Linked DNA regions of Sus scrofa: all the other regions are linked to region 1. The links are chromatin contacts, called in public Hi-C maps. All regions are on one chromosome and are shown on one strand. Each heading gives the region's core, a stretch centred on a gene start, on an enhancer-like site or on the middle of the called end of the contact. The rest is flanking DNA. Distances are from core to core; before and after follow the strand shown. Region 1 holds the start of EBF3 (transcription factor COE3). Region 2 has its middle 330 kb from the start of MKI67. Region 3 has its middle 370 kb from the start of MKI67.

The links. A called contact is a pair of places that touch in the nucleus more often than the background predicts.
Region 2: a contact with region 1 is called in a Hi-C map of skeletal muscle, with 6 times the contacts expected there. The contact joins the enhancer-like site here to the promoter of EBF3 in region 1. A contact is called at or near these places in 11 of 47 Hi-C or Micro-C datasets (brain, embryonic fibroblasts, fetal heart ventricle and 7 more) and 1 of 2 datasets of contacts at active chromatin or transcription factors (skeletal muscle).
Region 3: a contact with region 1 is called in a Hi-C map of skeletal muscle, with 10 times the contacts expected there. The contact joins the enhancer-like site here to the promoter of EBF3 in region 1. A contact is called at or near these places in 5 of 47 Hi-C or Micro-C datasets (embryonic fibroblasts, heart right ventricle and skeletal muscle) and 1 of 2 datasets of contacts at active chromatin or transcription factors (skeletal muscle).

Annotation. Positions count from the first base shown.
Region 1 is chr14:138,932,864-138,937,223 of Sscrofa11.1, reverse strand. EBF3 (transcription factor COE3) reads left to right here and starts at 1,720. Exons shown (of 17, transcript XM_021073765.1): 1 at 1,720-1,945; 2 at 2,045-2,201; 3 at 2,568-2,631; 4 at 3,343-3,398. The coding sequence starts at 1,812. LOC110256833 (elastin-like) reads left to right here. Exons shown (of 2, transcript XM_021073768.1): 2 at 1,433-1,520. The coding sequence ends at 1,495.
Region 2 is chr14:137,628,148-137,632,507 of Sscrofa11.1, reverse strand. No RefSeq gene overlaps it. Among named protein-coding and RNA genes, the nearest start is that of MKI67, 330 kb to the right of the region's middle. Within about 2 kb of position 2,272, at least 14 of the 83 cell types and tissues checked have an H3K27ac peak or open chromatin away from gene starts, as enhancers often do. A contact at or near this core is called in fetal skeletal muscle, skeletal muscle and subcutaneous adipose tissue, where this site is marked.
Region 3 is chr14:137,661,994-137,666,353 of Sscrofa11.1, reverse strand. No RefSeq gene overlaps it. Among named protein-coding and RNA genes, the nearest start is that of MKI67, 370 kb to the right of the region's middle. Within about 2 kb of position 2,538, at least 26 of the 83 cell types and tissues checked have an H3K27ac peak or open chromatin away from gene starts, as enhancers often do. A contact at or near this core is called in embryonic fibroblasts and skeletal muscle, where this site is marked.

The sequences.
Region 1 (4,360 bases), core at 471-2,970:
GAAGAAGCTGTCCTGCGACACACTTGCACTCTGAAACCTGTTTTTTGGGTTTTGTTTGTTTTAATCAAAAGGGCCTGATTTCTCTTGGCAGGGAAGTGCCGGGACAGCTCCCGGTCGTCCCCTGGGTCTCCGCTCCCTGTCGCTCAGTCGTCCTTAGGGCAGGCAGTGCGCCTGGGCGCCGCGTCCCCGCTGCGGGAGCCGGGCCTCCGGGCCCACAAGCAGTCCGCGCCCCGCTGCCCTCCCGATTCCTCGAAACCAGGTCTGGAAGCCGCGCGTCGCGCGCTCACCCGGGCCCGGCGGCACCGAGGGCAGGACCCGGGCGCCCGCGGCGTCCGCTCGGCTTTTAGAGCGGCTGGCGCCGGGGAGGTCTGGCCACCGCGCAGGGCGCGCAGCCGGACACCCGGCTCCAGGTCGCCGGAGAGGCCGGGCGCGCTTCCTGTCCGCCCAGAGAGCCCAGAGCCTTCTTTGTCACTCGCCGCGCCTAAGGACAGGCCAGGGGACCAGGTCTCCCGTGGCCACCGGGAAAGAGCAGCTGGCAGAGGCCGCCTCCGACGTGGGTCCCCAGCCCAACACTCAGTGGCCTCTGCCGGGGCGGAAAACACCGGCGCCGGGCGAGGCCCAGACTGGGGCAGATCGGCCCCCCCAGCAACCTCAGGTCTGCTTAGAAAGCAGGCTGAGCTGCGCGCCCCGCCTTGGCCGGGGAGCCCTGCCCCCCTCCGCCCCCGGCCCCCAGTGCGTCCCTTGCCCCTCCAGCTCCCTTCCTGCGGCCTGCTTGCCTCTGCCCACTTTTCCCTTTGGGCCTTCCCTAGGCGATCTGCGGCCCTTTGCATTTATTGCAAAGCATTTGGGCAACTGGGGGCGCCTCGGCATTTTCCCCCTTTCTCCCCGCCGTGTTTTGAGTGTGTGGCTGATTGCAGGAGGAGGCATTACGGGGACCAAGCTGCAAGTGTGCACTGGTTGTTTGTTTCATTTCAAGACTTATTTGGGCGAGTCGTAACTTCCTTGGCTGCGGGTGGGCGCGAGCAGCCGCGGCGCGTGGCTGGGGGCGGCGGCGGCGCTCGGTGGCGCTCGGCGGCGCTCGGCGGCGGCGGGGCTCGCGGGGCTCGCGGGGCTCGGGCCGGCTCGCGGCGCCGTCAGGCAGTCAGTCGGCGAGCGCGGCGGCGGCGGCGGCGGCGGCGGCGAGGGGCGCGGCGAGGGGCGGCCGCTCCCATATATGGCGCAGGCGCCGCCCCCCGACGTCACCCTCTGACAGCGCCGCTCCCGGGGGCTTCGAGTTTTGGCTCCCGGGAAAGGGTCCATTCCTCGGGGAGAGAGGGCTGAGTTTTGTGCGCCTCCGTCCGCTGCGCGCGCCGCTCCAGGCCCCGCCGCGCCCCGCCTGCGCCCGGGACTGCGCCGCGGCACTCACTGCCCCGTTTATTTGTCTTTGGAGCAGGCGGGCCGCGCCAGAAGCGGGCGATCCCGCAGTGTCCTGCAGCCGCGGACGCCGCCTGGCTAGGATGACACCACGTTGAGCGCGCCTGCAAACAACAACAACAACAACCGCCGCCGCGGCCACCGCGTCCTGCTCCTCCGAAGCGCCGCCGCCGCCGCCGCCGCCGGTGTAGCAGCCTCCGCGCCCCCGGCCGTCCGGAGCGCCCAGCCGCCGGTGTATGTCGCGCCTGCCCGGGACGGGCTGAAGCCGGCGGCGGGCCGGACCGCAGGCGCCGAGCAGGGCGAGCGCGGCCAGGGCAGCCGCCTGCCGCCGAGCCCCGAGCGCCGCTGCTCGCGGAAGCGCTGTCGGCCGGGAGCTGCGGCCGCCGCCACCAGTTTTCATGTTTGGGATTCAGGAGAATATTCCGCGCGGGGGGACGACCATGAAGGAGGAGCCGCTGGGCAGCGGCATGAACCCGGTGCGCTCGTGGATGCACACGGCGGGGGTGGTGGACGCCAACACGGCCGCCCAGAGGTACGTACCGGCCGCCCCCGCGCGCCCCGGCCCCACCGGGTCCCCGCAGCCGGCCGGCGCCGCGCTCCTCACCGGGCCGCTGTCTCTTTCCTCCCGCAGCGGCGTGGGGCTGGCGCGGGCGCACTTCGAGAAGCAGCCGCCTTCCAACCTCCGGAAATCCAATTTCTTCCACTTCGTGCTGGCGCTCTACGACAGGCAGGGGCAGCCGGTGGAGATTGAAAGGACCGCTTTTGTGGACTTTGTGGAGAAAGAGAAAGTAAGTGCAAACATACAATCACACCCTCCATCTTTCTAGAAGTGGGAGGCAGGCGGTGCCCAAGCGCGGTGGCCCGGAGTGCCCCCCTCGGCGGCGGGGACCGCTCCGCCAGGCGCCCCCGCCGCCGCCGCCACGTGCGGCCGCCGGGGCCCGCCGAGGGCCGGGCAACTTCTCTGCGCCCCCGGACCTACTCCGGGCGAGGAGAACGCTGGGCTTCCAGCAGGAAAGTGACATCACCGCGCTGCTCCGAGCTAGGATTCCTGCCATGTGTGAGGCCAAGGGGCCTCGGTCGTGGACGGGGACCGAGTGCGGTGGCCGCGCCGGACACCGATCGCACTAAATGCAATTATTTCTCGTTACTTTCAGGAGCCCAACAACGAGAAAACCAACAACGGCATCCACTATAAACTCCAGCTGCTGTACAGCAACGGTAAGTGCCTGCTGCCGCCACTGCCTGCCCGCCCCGCCGGGCTCGCTCTCCTTCTCCGAGGTGGTTAAAGGACATAAAGATTTTGAGATTAAAATGACATGGATGTAAACACGACATCTTCTCATGGCATAGAAGGAAAACAAAACATAAACGATCAATAAGTCGATGGCACTTCACATGATTAACCGGTCGGGCTTGAAGTGGAAAGTAAAAAGGGGATCGATCGGGGCGCCAGCAGAACATCACTTTTAAGTGACTTTTTTCAATTTTGCAAATTAATGTTAATTATTGAGATGGGGGTAGCTCTGTAAACCGAGCATAACTTACTTCCTGTGCACGAGTTTCTAAAAAATCCTCGAGAGACATTAGAAAGAGTTCAGACTCCCACTTAGTTTCCATTTGCTGCTTTCTGTTTCTTAAAAATAAATCAGCCCTTGGGCCCACCCAGGGCAGCAACCAGGCCTGCTCTCAGCCACCTAAATTTCTTGCATCTTTACATGCAAACCCTGAGAGTCTGGAGGTTCTTAAGAAGAAGAAGAAGAAGAAAAAAAAAATCAAATGAGAAGCGATTGGGCTTCTCTTTCCTGCCTTTTAAAGGGCTTGCCTAAGTTTTGCTGCATCACGGTGGCAGCAGTCCTGAGTTACCGACTTCCTGTGCCCCCGTTTGCCCTTGCTAAAATCCTGATGAGAATTTGTCCCTGTTTCTTGCAGGAGTCAGAACGGAGCAGGATCTGTATGTTCGGCTCATAGATTCAATGACCAAACAGGTGAGAAAGTTTAAGCCTCTACACACCAGTTTTCACTGCTCAGCTGGGGTTGTCCTGGGTTTCGGAGGCCAGGGGACTGACAAATGGGTCTGCTGTATTTGTTTTCCATTTAGTTTCCTTGACATGCTAATGAGAATTCCATATTTATTGGAATAAATGAAGCGATTGGTAAAATAGTTTATGTTGTCATTAGAACAGGACATAGATGCTTTATTAAATGGCTTGTGATTGGAATCAAATTCTGTCTTAATTAATTATGGTAATTAATATTTGACAGAAAATTGCCACGATCTCTCCCCCCTCCCCCACCCTTATATATTTTTAAATGTTTCTCTCTCTGCTTGGAATCATTTCATTGATTTTTTTTTTCCCCATAACAAAGGCAACTAACTCCTTTCCAAAGCTCATTGAGTTGGACTTGATGAGTTGATTTTTTCCTCCTCTCCAGTGTGATGGTCTGGTAACACGAGACGTTTCTTTGGATTTAAAAGTTAAATGTGTTGGGGTGAAAAGTCACCTTGTCCTCCTCCAGCCCATCTTCACCTCTCAGCCCCCCATCTCCATAATTCAAACTCCGAGCTCCAGGGGTCACCCGTCCATTGCTCTGGGGGTAGCTGCTGGTCCCTCTCCGCCCTCTGTCATACCTTGTAAATAACATAATTACAAGCAGTTCCTTATTAAATTATTTAACCTGTCTTGGTCAACTTTTCCGATGATAATATTGGCTATCAGTTGTGTGATTAAGTGCAGAAGAGTGCTTCATTGCTTTTGACATTGTACAGTCTCTGGCTGGTTTTGTGTGGGATGGTGCGTTGTTGTTAAGTTGTTTTAAGGATTTTTTTTTTCCCATTTTCTTTCAATAGTGTTGGAGGAGGGGCAAATCCAAAGCGAATTCAATCCACTCTGCCCCGATTGATTACAATATACTTGCAAACGGAGCTTCATGCTCAGAAATGAAAGTA
Region 2 (4,360 bases), core at 1,023-3,522, 1.3 Mb after region 1:
TTTTGCACTAGAGGTTGGTGTCAAGTGAAAAATAGATAAAACAATAGCACAGCCATAGGGAGGCTTTATCCCTCAGCTGCATCATCTGGGAGTGTTTCAGGCCACGGCGAAAAATACACTCTGGTCTTGAGCTGACAACTCCGGTCATTTAGTTCTTAGAATGCAGATTTAAGGACGCAGGCGGAAGCACAGACAACGCTGCCTGCCGGCAAAGGTGTTTTTTTTTTTTTTTTTTTTTTTTTTTAGGGTTTGTGCGATTTGAGAGCCGTGGTGTGCAGACCAGGAGGGTTCCTTAAGGGCCACCAAGCACAGCCCTCTCTGCTGGGAGTGCAGCTGGAAAGCTCTGTGGCTCTGCAGTTAGGGCAGAATTCGAGATATCCCGTCCTTTTCTTCAACTCTTTGTACCAAATATACTCAAGAGTGAAAAATACAGGCCATGTCCTCACGTCTTTCCCAGGAATAGAAAATTAATTCTTTGCATATATACACATACAAACTGCAGCTCGAGACACTGGCCCTGCAAGATCCTGCGTCTGGATTTTGATAACTGGTCATGTATTCAAATTTCCATTTGAATATAAATCAAGAAGCACAGGGAAATAGAGAGTTTAAGGGAACTTGAGTCTTTGTTGTTGGTTTAAAGTTTTGTCTTTCTTTTTCCCCATTCTTACCCAAATAAAACTGCATTATGCTGAACCACACAGCCGCCGGTGTGGCCAGGGGCTGGCTATACCCTTGGAAAGCAAAACCCATGCAAGGGTATGGAGCACAGTACCTGTGACCTGCAGGCAGACTGCAGCAACACTGAGTATTTCAATGTCATTGTGACAGTGCCCTTTGCAACGTCTGACCTCCATTCAGAAAGCAGTCGGGGTAGTTTGTTCCAGGCATCTGCTGATGGACTTCCTGGTATTTTAAGGGATGCTTTTCACTGTGATTGCCTGGAAAGAACAAGATCCACTGCAGACACCTGACAGAGGGTGAGACATTTGCCACTGGACAAAGATAGAGTTTGAAGAATGGATTCCATATTTAATCTATTTTCTAAAGTCAGCAGGGACGTTAACAGGAAAGCTAAAACCGGAACTGACTCTATGAAGGGATTCCTCTTAAAATGGACGGGGTTTTCTGGGGGGAAACATATACCAAAAACAAACAATCAAAAAATCCTTTCCCTGTATTTCTCTTGGAATTGAACTGTGCACAGCCACGGGCAGCTCCGCATAGAAAGATTCATGTTTTGTCCTTGTGGACCACACCATTGGTCGATGGTGCTCAGAGCACACATACACCTGGTTCAAGGAGTCCTGCTCAGAAGATGTTTTTCATATGGGCAAAAATGCACATTAACCAAATTAGGTGATTTCACTTAAAAATGTGAGCCATCCTTCCCTTTCACATTCTAGCAACCTGAACATTTCTCAATCTGCAGCAAGGGCAGCGTTTCATAGCTGTGTTTATATTATGCTTAGCTGGCTGTTCTGCTCACGTAACTCACTTCATCCTTTAAAAAAAAAAAAAAGAAAAAAGAATTGCAGGAAAAAAATTAACATCTTTTTTTTTCTTGAACATTTTAAGGCAAGCACCTACCTTCTAATGGTAGAACTTTATTTTCTTCCTTATAGTAAATATATAGTACTGAAATTCCAAAGGTTTCTGCTGCATTTCATCTGTCACCTCAAGTCAAAACCATAGAGTTCAGCTATAAAAGAATATAATAAATTTAACCTGACCTAACTGGGGATTTTTAAGCAGCCAATTTTTCTTTTAATTGTATATCTGTGAGCTCCCTATGCCCACATATAAATAGTCTTTTTTTTTTTTTCCCCTTTTTTTTGGCCGGTTCTTTCTTGAGTTCAAACTTATGGACCTATGTAGGATTATTTCTGCTTAAACGAAAGTGTTTTCAAAAGATTTTAAGGCAAGATGCCATCTGGGGAGAAAATGCAATACTTAAGGAAACTTTGAAGGATGTAGTTTCACCTCGCCGCCCATCTCCTGCATTTTCGGGGGCACCCTGTTCTGGGCGGTAGGCGCCTGCCAGCCGGACTGTCCCTCTCCGAGGACCCAGGACCAGGCACCCTGGCCCCCAGCCCAGCCTGCTCGCTCTTTAGCGCTCATCGGGCTGGTATTTTCTACAGCGAAGTAAACTTCCGCACCCCGGTTCAAATGTAATCAATGTTTTGTTTTGCAGCCTTTGTAGATTGAGCCTTTGTTAGGCGAGCACGTCTTGTTTCCCCAACACCCGAGGAAATCCTCGGCGTCAGAGTGCCCCCAAAAGGCAGCCCGGGAAATGAGCAGGGGCGCGCTGACCTTTAGCGAGACAGCTAAGGTTATGCACATAACATTTGCTTGTTTACTTTGCAAAATAAGCAACGGAGTTGGAAACTCCGAGCGAGCTTCAGCCCGCGCCTCCGCTCACTTAAAAAACAACAACTCGGGGAACCGAGGCGGCCGATCTTCTCAGCTCCAGCGCGGAGCCCGGATCCGCTTTGCTCTGTATCTATCCTGATGCAACTTTAATAACGTTAGCCAAGACTGCTCAGAAAATCACAGCTGTAGCTGGAGGCAAAGAGAAAAAAAAAAAAAAGAGGAGGGAAAAAAATCCGCTAAAACGAGGTGCTGCTCCCCAGCCTCACCTAGGAGCCGGGTGGCGCGGGGCGCGCGGAGGCAGCGGCCACCGGATCGATGGCGCGGTGGGCTGATGGCCACGGGTCGTTTTGATGGATATGACTGTAAAAAAAAAAAAAGTCCAGATTGGTTCACAGTGGACCTCAAACCGTGTCAGCTAAAACCAAAGAGACAAAAAAGTGACAGCTGTGGAGAGTGCACTGCAGGCAGTCAGCGGCGCCTGTGATTTATTGTTCCATCTGCCTCGCCGCTGTGAGGACAAGTTCCCCCTGATTTGGTTAAAATGAAAAGGACCTCAGAGAGCGCAACGTGGGTTTTGAAAATGTGCAGAAACTTTTTTTTTTATTCCCTGATTTATGTCCCTTTCCCCCTCCAGAAAGTCTGCACCGCCCCCCACCCCTTTTGCCCTGGCAGCTCAAGGCAGCGGGGGCGGGGGTGGGGGGGGGAGATTGCATCCACCCTCGCCCCCACCCCACCCCGGGGCCGCCTGGATTTGGGGATCCGGGGCTTAGAGCCCCCATCGCAGCCGGGCGCGGGGGGGGGGCGCCACGCGCGGAGGGAGCGGAGGTGGTGGGCGCCTTGCGGGCCAGGCGGGGACCCCTGTGCTGAGCCCCGAAGATGGAGCAGGGACCTCGGCTGAGCACCCGTCCTGGCTGCAAACCACCGCCGCCCCCCCCCCCCCGTCCCGAAACCATTGTCCCCTGGAAGTTCAGCCCCCTGTCCTGGATTCTAATAAAAGTTTTATGCCGGTCAGCACATTTTCAGCCAATTTCCCATGAAGAGGCCTGTTGGTGTCGATGGTGCATGGAAAGTTCTGCTCCCTCCTGCCTCGGCGCGGGGCCTCTGGAGCCCTGACCCGGTGGCCAGCACTTCCTGGCTGGAGGTTTTTGGCCTCCCAGGTCCAACCTGGTGTCAGAAGCTGGCCTGTCTTCTGTCTCAGGATGTTGGTTTTACCTCTCAAGTGTTTCCTGAATTTGTGAAAATTCTTTTTCTAGCCGCTTGTCTGTAGTGGCTTCATGCTCACAAAAATATTTACTTTTTTTTTTTTTTTTTTGCAAGGGAAAGAGAAAAGAGGAGAGGATGGAGATGGGGGGAGGGGACAGGGAAAGTGGCAGAAAGAGGGAGAAAGAGCCAGGCTTGGCAGCTACCGTGCAGCAGGGGCTGCCCCCAGGGGGCCAGTCCTACTTTCAGAGCGTGTTCCTGTCAGGCTGGGGTCACCATCTTTTACCTCTTTTTTCCATTATTCAAAATAAGTATTGATGTTATGTTTTAGCTATTTAAAAGCCAGCTGCCTTGCTCATTTCAGATGCTTTTCCTGGTATGATTGTATGTGGTAATAGCTGGTCTGTGTATCGTCTTTCACAAAATCTAGCCTTTCAGAGCCTTGGTCTTCAAATGATATCAATCAAAATTTATGCAATTCAAAATCCATATGTATAGAGTCCCAGTTCACCTCATTTCATGATAATAGTACACCACATGTTGTGTACATGTCGAAAACACTTTTCTCGTTCTTGACTGTGTTAACCCCAGGGGCACCCCGTTCTGTACAGCTTTTGCCCGATGGAGCAGCATAATACATTGATTAATACTTGGCAACGACGGAAAACTTGAATAATAAAATGGTGAACAAGGTAAATGCAAACTAAGAAAACACGGAGCGTGTCAATAACATTTGAAGATGGGTGTTAACGTCGACAGCCCAGGCAGACCGAAGAGGCAGGACAGC
Region 3 (4,360 bases), core at 1,289-3,788, 1.3 Mb after region 1:
GCCTTGCTCGGTGGGTTAAGGATCCGGTGTTGCTGTGAGCTGTGGTGTAGGTCGCAGATGTGGCTTGGATCTGGCATTGCTGTGGCTGCGGTGTAGGCTGGCGGCTACAGCTCCGATGAGACTCCTACCTGGAAACCTCCATATGCCGAGGGTTTGGGCCTCAAGAGACAAAACAAAAACAAAAACAAGATCCAAAGCTGAGTAAACTTCATGACTCGGCAGGTGTTCTTTCAAGCACCTGTAATTTGATGAGCTCAACCTCGCAGAAGTCTTACATTCCAAACCTGGGCAGGACTTATTCCTCTGATGTTATTTTGGAAGCTGGCATCCACTGGCATCTTCATGGACAAGGTCCCTGGCAGCCCAGGGGCACTTACCTGCTGGGCCAGCACGGAGGGCAGATGCCTGTCCTCCAGAAGACGGGTTCACAGGCCTCAGATGGCCTTGCCCCGTCTGGCTGAGCTCCGGCCTGCCATTGACCTTGCAGAAGCTGGCAGGCTGGCTGATCCGGAAGAGGCCGGCTTCTCTGAGACGGGACAGAGGCTGGCTGTGTTCCCAGGAGGCACCTCCCCACCAGGAGAGGCTTGGAGCAGCTTCACAATGTCAGGGTCTTCCTAGACTGGACCTCAGAGATCATCCTGGGCAAGATTCCTTTTGTTTTACATTTAATAAAAATAAGTATAACATAAAACTTGCCAAATTAACCTTTTTTTGGGCCTCCCCTGAGGTGCCCAGGGCAGGGATGAAACCCAAGGCACAGCAGTGGCAATGCCAGATCCTTAATCTCCTGCACTACCAGGAAAGGATCTGGTGTTGCCGTGAGCCGTGGTGTAGGTCACAGACGTGGTTTGGATCTGGCGTTGCTGTGGCTGTGGTGTAGGCCAAATTAACCATTTCCAGCGTTCAATGCATGGCATTAATTACAGGCTCAGTGTTGGGCAACCATCACCATCATTAATCGCCGAAATATTTCCACTCTCCCAAACAGAAACTGTAAGGGTTAAGAAATAATCCCTGGTTCCCTCCACCACCCCCACCCCCCAGCCCCTGGCAGCCTCCAATCTCCTTCCTGTCTCTGTGAATCCTGGGCACGCATGTCTCCTTCCAGAGTTTTCGGGTCAAAGAGAGGGAGGGAAGGTAGCTGAGAGGGCGGCCGTCATGGGCGCGAGTGGGGGAAGACGGGAGAAAGAGAATGAAGCCCAGGGTCCAGGAGCACTTGGGGCCCCTGAGGAAGGGGCGGTCCAGGACCAACACGGGGCAAAAAGGTGTACAAAGACTCCCCACCTCAAAGCCTGGCTGGGGTCCAGCGGGACGGAGGAAGGAGGCAGTTCTCAGAAATGTGCATCTCGATAGGACCACAGTGGGACCTTTGAGTCATGCATCATCCAAGCCTCCAGACAGAGCCACCGAGCAGCGACCGCCCGCCGGGCAGTGGACGGCCAGACATGGAGAAGACGTGAGGCTGCCCGCAGCAGGTGTCCCCCAAGCCTGATCTCCAGCTCCTGGCTGGAGAAAATCTTCTCTGGATACCAGGCAACTGTCTGACGGGCGAGTCCTTCAGTGGGTGTCGCGGAGCTTCGTGTAATTCTGCGTCGGAGACCCCAGTTCTCAAAGCAAATGAGGACAGTTTCTCAATAAAGACGGGTGCATGAATGGATTTCCTGCAAGTGCACAGGGAGAATCCGGGCAGGCAAGCCCCCAAGGCCCCCCGGGGTCCGTGGCCGGTCAGCACCTGCATGACCTCTCTCAGCTTGGAAGCACCTGAGCCCTTCCCGCCCTGGGGAAGGGCCCCCCATGAAGTTAGGTGACACTTTCCAAGCCAAGTAGGTTTTCTGCTGGGCTCTGTATCGTGAAGCTGGATGTGTGAGAAAAGGGCTATAACACGTCTTATTTTAAAACTACATCTGACCCATTCAAGGGTCCCCAGTGTCCCTTAAAATGCTCACCTCCTGAGGAAGAACTTAATGAAAGTCGGTCATAAATCACTGCATGTAACAGTTACATCTGTTGACTCTGCACCTGACTTAAAACTGTTGTTGACCTCGGCTGACATGAGCTGAGTGGGTGGGGCTTACCGAGGGACACGCGGGGTGCCGGCCCACTGCCCCCACCCCCGCCCTGGGGGACCCCCGCCAGGTCTGCGGGGGAAGGTGAGATCGGCCCTCCTAGCAAACCTCAGATCCGAGGCTGCAAGGGCTCCTTCCCCAAGGACAGGATGGAATGAACTCCAAGGAGCCAAGCCAGATGGCGGCTTCCCATTTGCAACAGCGACCCCAAGGCAGGAAGGAGGCTTCAGAGAGACAAAGGAGAGCGAGCATTCCAGGCGTTTCCGTAGAAGTTCGGAAAAGGCGGGGATACCTCTCAAGTTTTAATTCTCCCGGTAAATTCTCCCGGTGGTTTTTCTGAAGAGAGTCCTTCAGAGGTGAAAACACAGCGGGGTTGCCTCGGAAAGGGAGGAAGGGCCATGAGGGACAGTGCCAGGGCGACTTGCTTTGTTGGTCAATTCACCCCTCCAGGGAGGAGCCACTAGGCGGCCCCGAAGGCCAGGTCCTCCGGGCGGGCTCTCCAGCCGTCCTCCTGCTCCGGGAGGGGAGCCTGCCCATCAGTACCGAGAAAATCTCCCTCGTGTCTGGAATGGAACATTCCTTCGATGACAAAACGAAAGCAAAAATGACTTCCGGACCTCATAGTTCTGGTCTAAAAAAAGGCTCTTTGGGGGAGTCATTTCAAGCCTATTTTTCATTTGAAATCTGAAGGATTCTACTTTGAATCCTACTCTGAAGGGGGAAAAAAAAAAAAGGCCATCCAGCCTTATCGCCGCGGCTTACAGGAGGTTTCCTGGATGTCGGCGGCAGAGGTCAAGCCCCATCCTCTCGGGGAAAGATGAGCCCAATGCTGGGTGAATTTTCATTTTTCATAATTTTAAGGCCTTTCATTGAAAACGACCCGCCACCAGCCCCACTGACAACAGGAGTTCATGCTCCGACGTTGGGAGCCTCTCTGAGCTGAGGTTTTCTTCCCCAGTAAAGGCTGATCCACAAGCTCCCCTTTGCAAAGAGAGGGCCCCCCCGTGGGCCGATGGATTTGCAAAATGCAGGATTGAAGGGAAGGGACCAGTCTCCTCCTAGGCCTTCCCAGGGCCCCCCGCCCCCCGCACCCACATGCCCGCTCAGCCTTGGAGGGAGAGCTGGGTGGGCGGGGACCTGGGGGCGTCTGTCCTCAGACCCCACACCAACCATCACAGACCCGCAGCAGGAGCCTTTGCTTCTGCGCATCTGAAATCAGGCATCTGAGGGCAGCGTGTCAGAGGGCGCTTCTCTGAACAGTAAAGTGTCACCCTTTTTACAGCCAGAAAGTGTGAGACAACTGTGTCTGTCGTGAGTGGGGCCGCCAGTTAATTTGCACTGGCTTTCTATCAGCATCAAGCCTTCTCATTTTCACACTTCCCGGCTATTAAAGATATGCTCTAGGGCAGAAGGTAAAAACCTGACACGGGCACTCCAAAACGTGGCATCAGCGGCTGAGAAAGCGTCCTGTGTTTATCAGTCGGGTGCGCTAAGAAGAGATTCTGTTGCAAAGAAGGATGTATTCACGATCCTGGAATAAATTACTCCACGGCTGTGCTTATATTCAATTTAGTGACTCACCCTCATACCAACTCTGAGAGCAGAGCAGAAAAACATCATCGAAATTCAGACGAGAGGCCAAAAGGAGGGGCGAGAAAGAAATGGAAGAATACATCAACAAGGGAAGTTGGGAGCCCCGGGAAAAAGAGTTCAGTGCTGTCTTCAAGAAATCGTTTTAAGTCAAAGTAATGTTATTTATTCTACCATTTTCAAATAAGAAGCCCCATCTAGGAATCAAAGATTTTTTTTTTTTTTCTTGGTGTGTCCACTCGGGAGAATATTTTCAAGATAGCACCATGTCTAAGGTTCTATTTTAAAAATGCAAATGTGCACATCTAAATAACACCCTGCTGTTCATTAAAAAATAAATCACAGCCAGCTGCTGATCGGTACCCATATCAGGTCTGGCAAAACTTTACTTGAGACCCCAGGAAAAAAAACCAAAAAAAAAAAAAAACTTCCTCATGCCTTGATATGATCTGTAGAATACATACAGCATTCACTTAAAGCCATCTGTACCAACATGAAAATGTAACTCTCTAGGAAGGGAATTCATCAATGCTGGTATTAAAATTAGAATTCAATGTCAGAGATAAAGATTAATACTCTCAAAAATAATCAAAACTAAACAGAAATTCCTAGAGGAGGGATGCTTATTTCCTGGCTCTTCAAGACGCGATGAGATTTGGGGGAAAATAGGACCTTTCACAAAGTGATTATTATACCAGGGCCGT